Regions from separate parts of the Sus scrofa genome. Here region 1 is linked to region 2. Evidence: chromatin contacts called from public Hi-C data. All regions are on one chromosome and are shown on one strand. The core of a region is the stretch at or near the end of the contact, and the rest is flanking DNA. Distances in the headings are between cores, read along the strand shown. Region 1 has its middle 8.8 kb from the start of PCGF5. Region 2 has its middle 110 kb from the start of PCGF5.

Evidence for each region. Hi-C and Micro-C count contacts between places; a contact is called where the count stands out from the background.
Region 1: a Hi-C map of heart right ventricle shows a contact between it and region 2, with 1.8 times the contacts expected there. The contact joins two enhancer-like sites. A contact is called at or near these places in 2 of 47 Hi-C or Micro-C datasets (fetal heart ventricle and heart right ventricle) and 1 of 2 datasets of contacts at active chromatin or transcription factors (skeletal muscle).

What each region holds. Positions count from the first base shown.
Region 1 is chr14:102,815,635-102,821,009 of Sscrofa11.1, reverse strand. It overlaps the pseudogene LOC102157523. Among named protein-coding and RNA genes, the nearest start is that of PCGF5, 8.8 kb to the left of the region's middle. Within about 2 kb of position 2,404, at least 1 of the 83 cell types and tissues checked has an H3K27ac peak or open chromatin away from gene starts, as enhancers often do.
Region 2 is chr14:102,719,667-102,724,445 of Sscrofa11.1, reverse strand. No RefSeq gene overlaps it. Among named protein-coding and RNA genes, the nearest start is that of PCGF5, 110 kb to the left of the region's middle. Within about 2 kb of position 3,080, at least 8 of the 83 cell types and tissues checked have an H3K27ac peak or open chromatin away from gene starts, as enhancers often do.

The DNA.
Region 1 (5,375 bases), core at 1,155-3,654, 97 kb before region 2:
CCTGGCCATGCTCAGTGGATTAAGGATCTGGCATTGCTGTGACCTCTGGTGTAGGTTGCAGACATGGCTTGGATCCTGTGTCGCTGTGGCTCTGGTGTAGGCTGGTGGCTACGGCTCCGATTAGACCCCCAGCCTGGGAATCTCCATATGCCGTCGGAGTGGCCCTAGAAAAGGCAAAAAGACAAAAAATAAACATGAGGAAGTATGTTCTTAAAAGAATATCAGACATTGCATAAAAGACGCATTCTCTGGTAAGGTAGTGTGGAAAATACTGGCTGAAACAGAATTAAATTGTTTAGGGTTGATTTGTTTTGTTTTTACTGGAATTCACAGGATCTTTAAAATACTATGTGAATCCAAAATTCCTAAAGGAGGGCAGTAAAGTATGCAGACGTTCTCAAACATATTTAACCACCAAATCATGTATTCCTTGAAAATCTTTCTCACGGGAGTGGTATAACATGGAACAAACTTTGAGAAGTGTTGAACATCCTTTGGGTTTCAATTAGAGTATACAGTGCTCCATTTGTTCTAAAACTATGTCTTTCAAATGTTCAGGTACCTGTCCCTAGGGTTTGTTTTCTTAGATATAATGACTTAGCCTGTGCTACTTCTTTTCATATCATTTCAGAACCTGGACACTGTTATTTTTCAGCCTGGATTTCTCCAGTCAGAGAATCGTAGGTTATTTAACTCTGACCTCATGTGTGAGACCATAATCAATTTCCACAGTCATTTCAATTTTCCTGTTCTAATCTACCATTTTCAAGCTGCAGGATCAAAAAGTTCATGGTAACTCTAGCGATAACAACTAGCATTTTCGAGTATGTATGATGGGCCAGTTATTGTGCTAACAGCTCTGCAGGTAACATCCTTCTTAATTGTTGCCACGATTCTATGAGGTAGATATTTCTATTTCCATTTTACACCTGAGGAAAGTGAAGTGAGCTTAAGTAACTTAAGTAACTTTTCCCAAGAAGATTCTAGTTAAGGAGGAAAAGCTGGGATTTGAACCTGTGTTCAATTCTTAAGGGTTATTGCCTGTTGTTTCTGTTCCTATTTTTTTTTTTTTTGTCTTTTTGCCTTTTTTAGGGCTGCTCCTACGGCATATGGAGGTTCCCAGGCTATGGGTCCAATCGGAGCTGTAGCTGCCGGTCTACGCCAGAACCACAGCAATGCGGGATCCAAGCTGCGTCTTTGACCTACACCACAGCTCACAGCAATGCCAGATCCTTAACCCACTGAGCAAGCCAGGGATCGAACCTGCAACCTCATGGTTCCCAGTCGGATTCATTAACCACTGAGCCATGACGGGAACTCCGTTTCTGTTAGTTCTATTTTAATTTTTAACCTTTTTTTTTTTTTTTTTTTTTTTTTTTTTTGGTCTTTTTAGGGCTGCGCCCATAGCACATGGAAGTTCCCAGGCTAGGGGTCCAATAGGAGCCATAGCTGCCAGCCTACACCATAGCCACAGCAACGCCAGGTCCGAGCCACATCTGTGACCTACACCATAGCTCACAGCAATGCCAGATCCTTAACCCAGTGAGCAAGGCCAGGGATCGAACCCATGTCCTCATGGATCCTAGTCGGGTTCCTTAACCACTGAGCCGGGAGGGTACTCCCATGTTCTATTTTTAAATGTATGTGCTGCCTCCTCAACCAGAATGCTTTAAGCACAGAGGCCACACAGTCCAGACCTCAGTACAGTCTTCTGTGCTTGACAGCTCCTGACATGCTGTGTGTGGCCCTTATTCCTTTGAATATAAAGCTTATGCAACTTGCCTAAGCCGTCCAGCTAGTAAATGATGGGCCTGAGATCTGGAACCATCACTCATACTGTGCATATGGCCCCTGATGGATTTTCTCACCGGGACCTTGCTGGGTGTCCCAAATGAGCTTCCTCCTTCAAGGTCACCCTCACCAGGCTTTTGAGCATCTCAAACAAGGAATTTTGTCCCTCACAACCTCCAACACATTCATGCTGCCCTCTCCCAGACACAGGTCCTGGACACGGTGAACTAAATCTACATATAAGGCTAATACCCTGCTAAGCAAGAAAATACTTTTGTTTTTGTTGTGTGCCAATTCTGTTGGTGGTGGTTGAACAATGTTCCCAAACCCAGCACCTCACCTTTGGAATCCCTCCCAGACCCTCAAATCTTTCTTTCAAAGTAAAATACAAAAGCAACAACTGCCCTTAGGGGGCGCTGGGCAGAAAGGGTGGTGAACCCCCGCTCCACCCCCAAAGGGAGAGGGACGGTTGCCCTCCCCTCCCCGCTTTCCCCGGAGGAGCCGAAAGGTCAAGAGTCCTGCGGTTGCGGTTGGAAGCGCCCCACCTGATAGTCACCAAAATCCCTGCAGCCTGCAGGGTGGTGGATGGCTCGACACTGCCTGGCAAAGACTTTAGCGACTGTGCCCCTTCTGTGGCCTTGGCCTCTGTGACAGTCAGGCCTGGCAGCTGCCCCAGCACCTCCCCCGGCTGGAGCCCGTTTTCCTCACGTGTGTTCCCTCCAAACGTCATCATGTCAGTTTCAAATGGCGCTGTGAAGACGCCCCACAAGAAAGCCAGGACATCTCCGTACCCTGGCTCTAAAGTGGAGTGAAGCCAGGTCCCCGATGAGAAAGTGAGCTGGCAGGTTGAGTGGCCAGAGTACCAGCCTGTGGCGTACACTTCTGACTCCATCTTGACGAGACCCAAGTGGGCAGACCCCCTGGTGGGTGAAAGGAACTTCTCTCCTAAATTTAATGAAAAAGATGGGCAGGTGGAGAGAAGGAGCCAGAACGGCTGGTATAAGGTTAAAAATGGGAGACCTAGAAATCCTGTAGGTCAGACAGGGCTGGTTGGGCGAGGGCTTCTGGGGCCTTGGGGTCCCAATCATGCTGCAGATCCCATCTTAACCAGGTGGAAAAAGGATGGCAAGGGCAATAAAGTTACCCACCCTGTTTCTGGGAGAAACATCCTGCAATTTGTAGCCATCAAAAGGAAAGACTGTGGGGACTGGGCTATCCCAGGGGGAATGGTAGATCCAGGAGAGAAGATTAGCACTACATTGAAAAGAGAATTTGGTGAGGAAGCCATGAACTCCTTACAGAAACCCAGAGCAGAAATACAGGCATTGGAGAAACAACTGCACAAACTATTCAGCCAGGAACACTTTGCGGTCTATAAAGGCTATGTGGATGATCCCTGGAACATGGATAATGCGTGGATAGAGACAGAGGCTGTGAACTACCACGATGAAACAGGCGAGGTAATGGACCATCTTCCTCTGGAAGCAGGCGATGATGCCAAGGAGGTGAGATAGGTGGACATTAATGATAAGCTCAAGCTTTATGCCAGCCACTCCCAATTTAATCGACGTGTGTCTGAGAAACGAGGTGCCCACTGGAGGGAAGACGTGTACCCCGACTGCTATGGCTAGTGGTGTGGAGTCTCCTGTAAGCCAGAGGTCTTCACATGTATGCAGGTGAACAGGAAGCAAACAGCCCAGAACTCCTACTGAGCAGGACAGGGAGGGTCACTTCTTTTGGTGAAATTATTTCTAAAACTGCTCACAGTATATATGGAGGCTTTGTTTCAGGAAATAATATTAGATGAATATGGGGAATGGAATCTCAAACTTTTTGGCTTTCCAGTTGGAAGAAGAAGAATATACTCACCTATAAAGTCACATCTTTAACCAAATTGTACAACTAATGCTCTTTAAAGAATAATAAATAAAACAAAGATAACTTCTTACCAAACATAGCTTCTACTTTTCATCTAGCTGGCATTTGTCAATTCTTTCTTTCTCCTGATGTATTAGATTCTGGTTTAATCAAATTTATAATCTGATTTTGGAGATAACATTTATTTTTCCAATGTAGCTTTCTGTGATCTTGTATTTGCTGCTTTCAAGTACAGAAGCTCTCAGGTTATTCTTGTTTTTAGAAACTTCACTTTTATGGGAAAAGTTCCATCTCTATTTCAGTCCATAAGGATCAAAAATGCAATGACAAAATGAGCTTCGTTCTGGCTATCGGAACTGTTCTGTCTGAACAGAATGGACAAGCACAGGACCTTTGCTTCCTTCCTTCTCAGAAGATGAGACCCTCATCTCAGAGGACCCTACAAATGCCAATTCCTGTCATGAAGTCTCTGTCAGGCGTGTATATAATCTCAGCCTAATAAAAACATAATTCACAGGTACCTTCTCTCCATTAAAAAAAACCAATATGGGGAGTTCCTTTCGTGGCTCAGTGGTTAACAAACCCGACTTAGATTCATGAGGGACGAAGGTTTGATCCCTGGCCTCGCTCAGTGGGTTAAGGATCCGGCATTACCATGAGCTGTGGTGTAGGTCTCAGATTCGGCTTGGATCTGGCATTGCTGTGGCTGTGGTGTAGGCCGGCAGCTGTAGCTCTGATTCAACCCCTAGCCTGGGAACTTCCATATGCCATAAGTGCAAGCCTAAAAAGCCAAAACCAAAAAACAAAACAAAAACCCAGTATGTAAGTAAAATGTTTATAGGCAGTTTGCAAAGATGCCCCCTGACATAAGAATGCAGGGATTCCAGTAGCAACAAATACGCCAGAAATACATTTTTTCCCTCATCACCTTAAACAAGCCAGTTAACTTTATTTGTATATAATCCCATGTATGGAAAATCAGCTCAAACCACGGTGACAAGCGTTTTTTGCTAAAAGTGAAGAAAAGGCTATTGTAGGCATTGATAATCTCATCAGAAACCACTTCCATAATAATAGCTAACAGAATCCACTTACTATGTGCACACTTTTAAGTGTCTTATGTATTCCTTAAGGATCCTTCTTCCTTAAGGCCCAAAGAGGAAGATACTTTTACCTCGCAGGCTGGGCTCCCTAGGGAGCAGACTCTGAGCAGGTGATCAGCGTTGCAAGACATTTCTCAGGGAGTGGTCTTGGGATCAGCTCTGGGGGGAAAAGAAAGAGAAGGAGGCAGGACTGGCTAAGGTGAGACACTCCAGTTGAAGTCCAGTGAAGCCCTCCATCAACCCCACTTGGAACTCTGGACCTGGAAGTCTCTTCCAGCTGCCCTGAACTTGGGCAAGGGTTTGGGCCTCTGAACTCCTCCTCAATCAGTCACTGAATGTGAGCTGCGGAAGGAGGTATGACCCTGGGAGAGCTGGTTCCTTTAGCCAAGGCAACGCACAAAGGGGGCTAACAGGTGAATGGCATCTTCTCATAACACTCCCAGCAGCTGAGAAGGGGGGATCAGGGGAAGGGAAAAGGCAGGCATTTCAGGATCTACCAGGTATTGTCCCTATAATTGAGGCACAGAGAAGTTATAGAACCTGCAAGCTGCACAACCAGTGGAGGTGCTGGTGTGATTGGCCCACAGGTTTTGAGGCTCAACA
Region 2 (4,779 bases), core at 1,831-4,330:
GTCCCTGACGTCTTACTGCCAGAAACCTTTTCAATTATTTTTTAATAACCAACACATGTGTAAACATACAAGCTACTTTTAACAGTTAAAGAATATAACTAATTTTTCCATAATCATACTCTTGGTTTCTTTCCCCTTGATATTTCAGACTTTCAAGAATGTCTAAATGACCCTCTAAAAGTTTTCAACCAGGAGAGTTTTTTCTTTTCCATTGATTCTAAAACAGTTCGTTGACTCTTCTCCTTCCTGGAAGCCTTTTTAAATCATTACAAATAGCATTTATCTTTATAGTTCTCAAGTGACCTTTAGTGCAAACATCTCTTTCTTCTTCCTGGGATGGATTCTGACATCATTCTTCAGGAACACAAAGGCCTCCACTAGATTGATTTATCCTGCTGAGGCTTTGGAAAGGGTCCCTTCTTCACTGACCATATCTTAATTCAAACTTCAGGGGAAAATATTTAGCAATGCTTCTCTTCTAGTTTTCCTCAAGTCTTTTTTTTTTTTTTTAAAGTCTTTCTCAGGCCACACCCATGGCATACGGAGGTTCCCAGGCTAGGGTCTAATCAGAGCTATAGCTGCCAGCCTATGCCACAGCTCATGGCAACACTGGATCTTTAACCCACTGAGCAAGGCTGGGGATCGAACCACAACCTCATGGTTCCTAGTCGGATTCATTTCCGCTGTACCACGACAGGAACTTCTTTTTTTTTTTTTTTTTAAAGTCAACACTTGCTTGGGAAACTTTATTGTCCTTTGTCAAACGTATGGCTTTATATCTTTTAGCCAATCATTTCTTATCTTTGGCTACTTCTGCTCTTTTTGAATTCAAATCAGCCAGCATCTGTTCCCAGGATTCGGTGCCAAGGTGCCACCCAGCTTAGAGAAATGAATCTTTGATCTTTTTCTTTTGCCTCTTCGTGGTACCACACATTAGTTAGCATCCCAAAGTCTCCCACATTCTCATGATTCCCTTTGCAAAGTTACTTGGGGTTTTAAAAAGAAAATTTTAAAAGGAGAGCTAAGACGTTTATTCATATTAAATGCCGAGTTAAGGTAGCCAAAGGCTTTGTGATTTTTCTCTGAGTATGCTCTCTTCTGCCTAGATGCTGTGTGGCTTAATGGGGAGAAACCTGCCAATTTAGCACAGAGCAGAGGGGTTTTCAATATCGGCTCTTCCCAGGTCATGGGTCCTGGTAAGTTTCCAGGTAGCTTTTTCACATCCTGGGCATAATGGTGGAGGTTACCTCCCTAGGTCAAAATGAATGTAAGGGGAGCAACACAGGCGACACCTTTCTTACCAAGAACAGTCTCATACTTGCAATTACTTTTCTTTAGCTTTTTGGGGCAAATAGGTCCCCCCTTCAAAAGAGCCAACAATGGCTTTGCAGTTTCACACAGACACTGGTCCAACTTATGAAGAAAATCTATTTATGTATGATTATTTTTCTGAATTCTAAATCACAGTTACAGGCATCTTGAAAGTGAAAGTTATGTAACGCACATATGATGGAATAAAACAGTTTTGAAAAGTGCTGAAAAGTCCTTTTCAGTCACTCAATCATTCAATCAACAAACCATCTGTTTAAGGCTTACTCTGTGTCAGGTACCATATTAGACCCCAGCAATATAGCAACAGGGGAAAACAGACACAGCCCTTGTCTATCTACCTGAGGCTTAGAGCTCAGCTGATACCTTCTGCCAACAAAAGAGTAGTTTGTATGTGAGCTGTGGCTTTTCTTAGGTGTAAAGCTTGTCACGTGTCTTAACCCACAAAAAAAGGGTGATTCTCAGGGAAATACCATGTGAAAAGATTCTGTGATTCCCAGGGAGACTTTATCCCTTGGGCATTTTTAAAGGAGTTGATCTTTTAAGCCTAGAGCCTGCCCGTGAATAAATTAATCCCTTCTAAGGTGTGGAGAGCAGTGGTCAGCCTAAAATAAGGATTGACAAATTACTGCCTGTGGGCCAAATCCAGTCCACTACTTGTGTTGGTATGGCCTGAAACCTAAGAGTAGTTTTTACATTTTTCAAAGCTTGAAAAAAAAAAAAAAGGTAGAATAATATTTTGTGACATCTGAAAACTATATGACATTCAGATTTCAGTGTCCGTAATTGTTTCATGGAGACACGGCGGTATCCATTCACTCGTCATCTCTGGCTGCCTTTGTGCTGCCATGGCAGAGATGGAGAGTTGCAAAGGAGACTGTATAGTCTGAAACACCTAAAGTGTTTCTTAAATGGCCCTTTAAAGCAAACATTTTCTGACCTCTGGTGTAGAAGACTTCCTGGGGCTAACACTTCATGCCGCATGACTGAGCTGCATCTTGAGATGCTGAGAGACCCACTGACTCCAACATGCCCCCTTCCCTCCATATGGTGTGAAAATCAGGGGAAGGTATCAGAGAGACAGAGAATGACAGGTTCAGATATGCTCAGGGCACAAACGTGGGTAGGCAAGAAATATAACATTATTTTCTGTAATGAAACTTCATGTGCTAAATGCCAGAGCATGCAATTGTAATCATTTCTTCAAAACCTCTGTGCTTTCTCATTTCTCAGTCTTTTCATCCCAAAGTTAAGTTAATTCTGGATTTTCTCTCCTGCCCTCCTTCTCCCCTGGCCTGGAGAAGCTACATGGCATAATGGCAAAGGCTACCTCTCTTGAGAGGTCCCACCTCTGGTTGCCAGCATCCAGGAGTGGCCATGACCTCATCTGACCTGACTGCTTTCAGTTCCACTGTGCCTTTGTTACTTCTGCCAGATGCTTCCAGGGCCCATCAGCACTCTGCTGCTCCTGAAACCTTTTGGAAACTTACACAGTGCCTCCAAGTTTTCTCTGGGGCTGCTGGAGATGAGCAGACCACCCCCTAGGAGGCTGGGACAGGAACCAGGCCTGCATGATAGTGTCCTGCATGTGACAATGCCATCCTTCCCCTTCACACATCGAGCTTCTCCAACAGAAACCCCCCCAGGCCTGCTATTGCCCCACCAGCAGGGCAGGTGGACAGCTGGATGGGTGCTGTTTCAGGGCTGTGATCAGAGGCAGGCAGGCAAGAGCAGGCTTCTGCTCGACAGGCCTTTCAGAAAGGAGTCTATTAGTCTCCCCCCTGCTCCGTGCAGGTTCTAGCCAGCTCAGGTCAGGCCTGTTGGCTCTGTTTGATTCAGCAACTTCGGGCTCTGGTTAGGCCAGATGGAAAATCAGTCCTGGAAAAACGAAAACGTGAAACACCAAGGCAGAGAAGGTCATGCACCCCCTCATAAATCTAAACACACTAAGTCCATTGAAGGACTTGCCAGGAAAATACTATTTTCAGTTTTCTCTGTGGGTTCAATTTATCTTTACTGCTAAGTAGTCAAGTTGAATTCGTTCCAGAACCAGACACAATTTGACCCTTTTTCCTTGAAGGGAGTGACCTCCATCTCCCTGCCAGGGACCTGGCTACGTCATCCTTAGGATGGGCATCTCCCACCTTAGGACTCGGGGAAGATCTTCCTTTTCCGGTATCCGAATCGGGGCCACTTAAGTTTCCTGTTCTCAGACAAATGAATCATTGGCGCTTCTCCAGTTTCTCTCACTAAGGATGAGAAAGAGTCACTCGGATGCCCTTTACTTCACTGCTTCAAGCAAAACGGTTGTTTTGCTTTTTGAAGGTGGTCATTTTTCTGCATCTTATGATCCACCTTGGCCCGAAGCAGAGCCTCATCTATCATCCTGACCATTTAAGCTTGGACTTTTGAAAGATGCATCATCGAATGGAGTATAAGAAAGGACTTGCCTCTGTCCAGGTAACTTGCATGGCCAAGTCGATCCTAGTGTCAGTAGGGTGGTTGAAATAGGCATGGGAATGCCCACACCTCCACAATATTACCACAATTAAGAGTAAGGGTAAACTACACAATGTTTTAGAGCGTCTCCAAGATTTTATTGACAAGAATCATAATTCCCATCCTATAAAGACAGGAGCAGAGCAGATGAGAGCAATCCAGATGTACCTCCCATCTGAATGGCAAAGGGGAACTTGACTGTTAATTTTTCACATGGAAACTACTTATTTCTCTGCATTGGTTGCATAAATAAGGACAGCTGTCCTGAGGCAGATCCCTTCAGATAGAGAAATCTCTTTTTCAAACACCCTGTCTTCACATATCATCACACATTCTTAGATATGCTTCCCTGCAAGAGGTGGGGCTTGGTTCCCTTCTTCTTGAGTATGACTTAGTGACTGGACTTTGTAACTCATTTCTTATTTTCAAAATTTATTTTTATTTATTTATAAATTTTTTATTTTGGGGGGTCGCACCCATAGCATATGGAAGGTCTGAATCAGGGCTGCAGCTGCCCCCCCAGCCTACACCACAGCCACAGCAATACAGGATCCAAGCCACATCTGCCACCTGCACCTCAGCTCATGGCAATGCTGGATCCTTAACCCACTGAGCAAGGCCAGGGATTGAATCCATATCCTCATGGATACTAGTCAGGTTTATTACCACTGAGCCATGATGGGAATTCCAGTAACTCACTTCTAATAAAAAGAATATAGCAGGTGTGATCTTGTGACACTTAGAGAGGCTTGAACATAAAAGTTACTGTGGTCTCCTCCTTGCTCTCTCTCTTGGGTCACTCGCTGTGGAAGACGCCAGCTGTCATGTCATGAGAACACTTAAGCAGCCCTCTGGAGAGGCCCACATGGTGAGGAACTGAGGTCACCTGCCAACCACCGATAAGGAATCATGGCCTCTTGCCAACAGCCATGTGAGTGAGCTCCAGTGGAA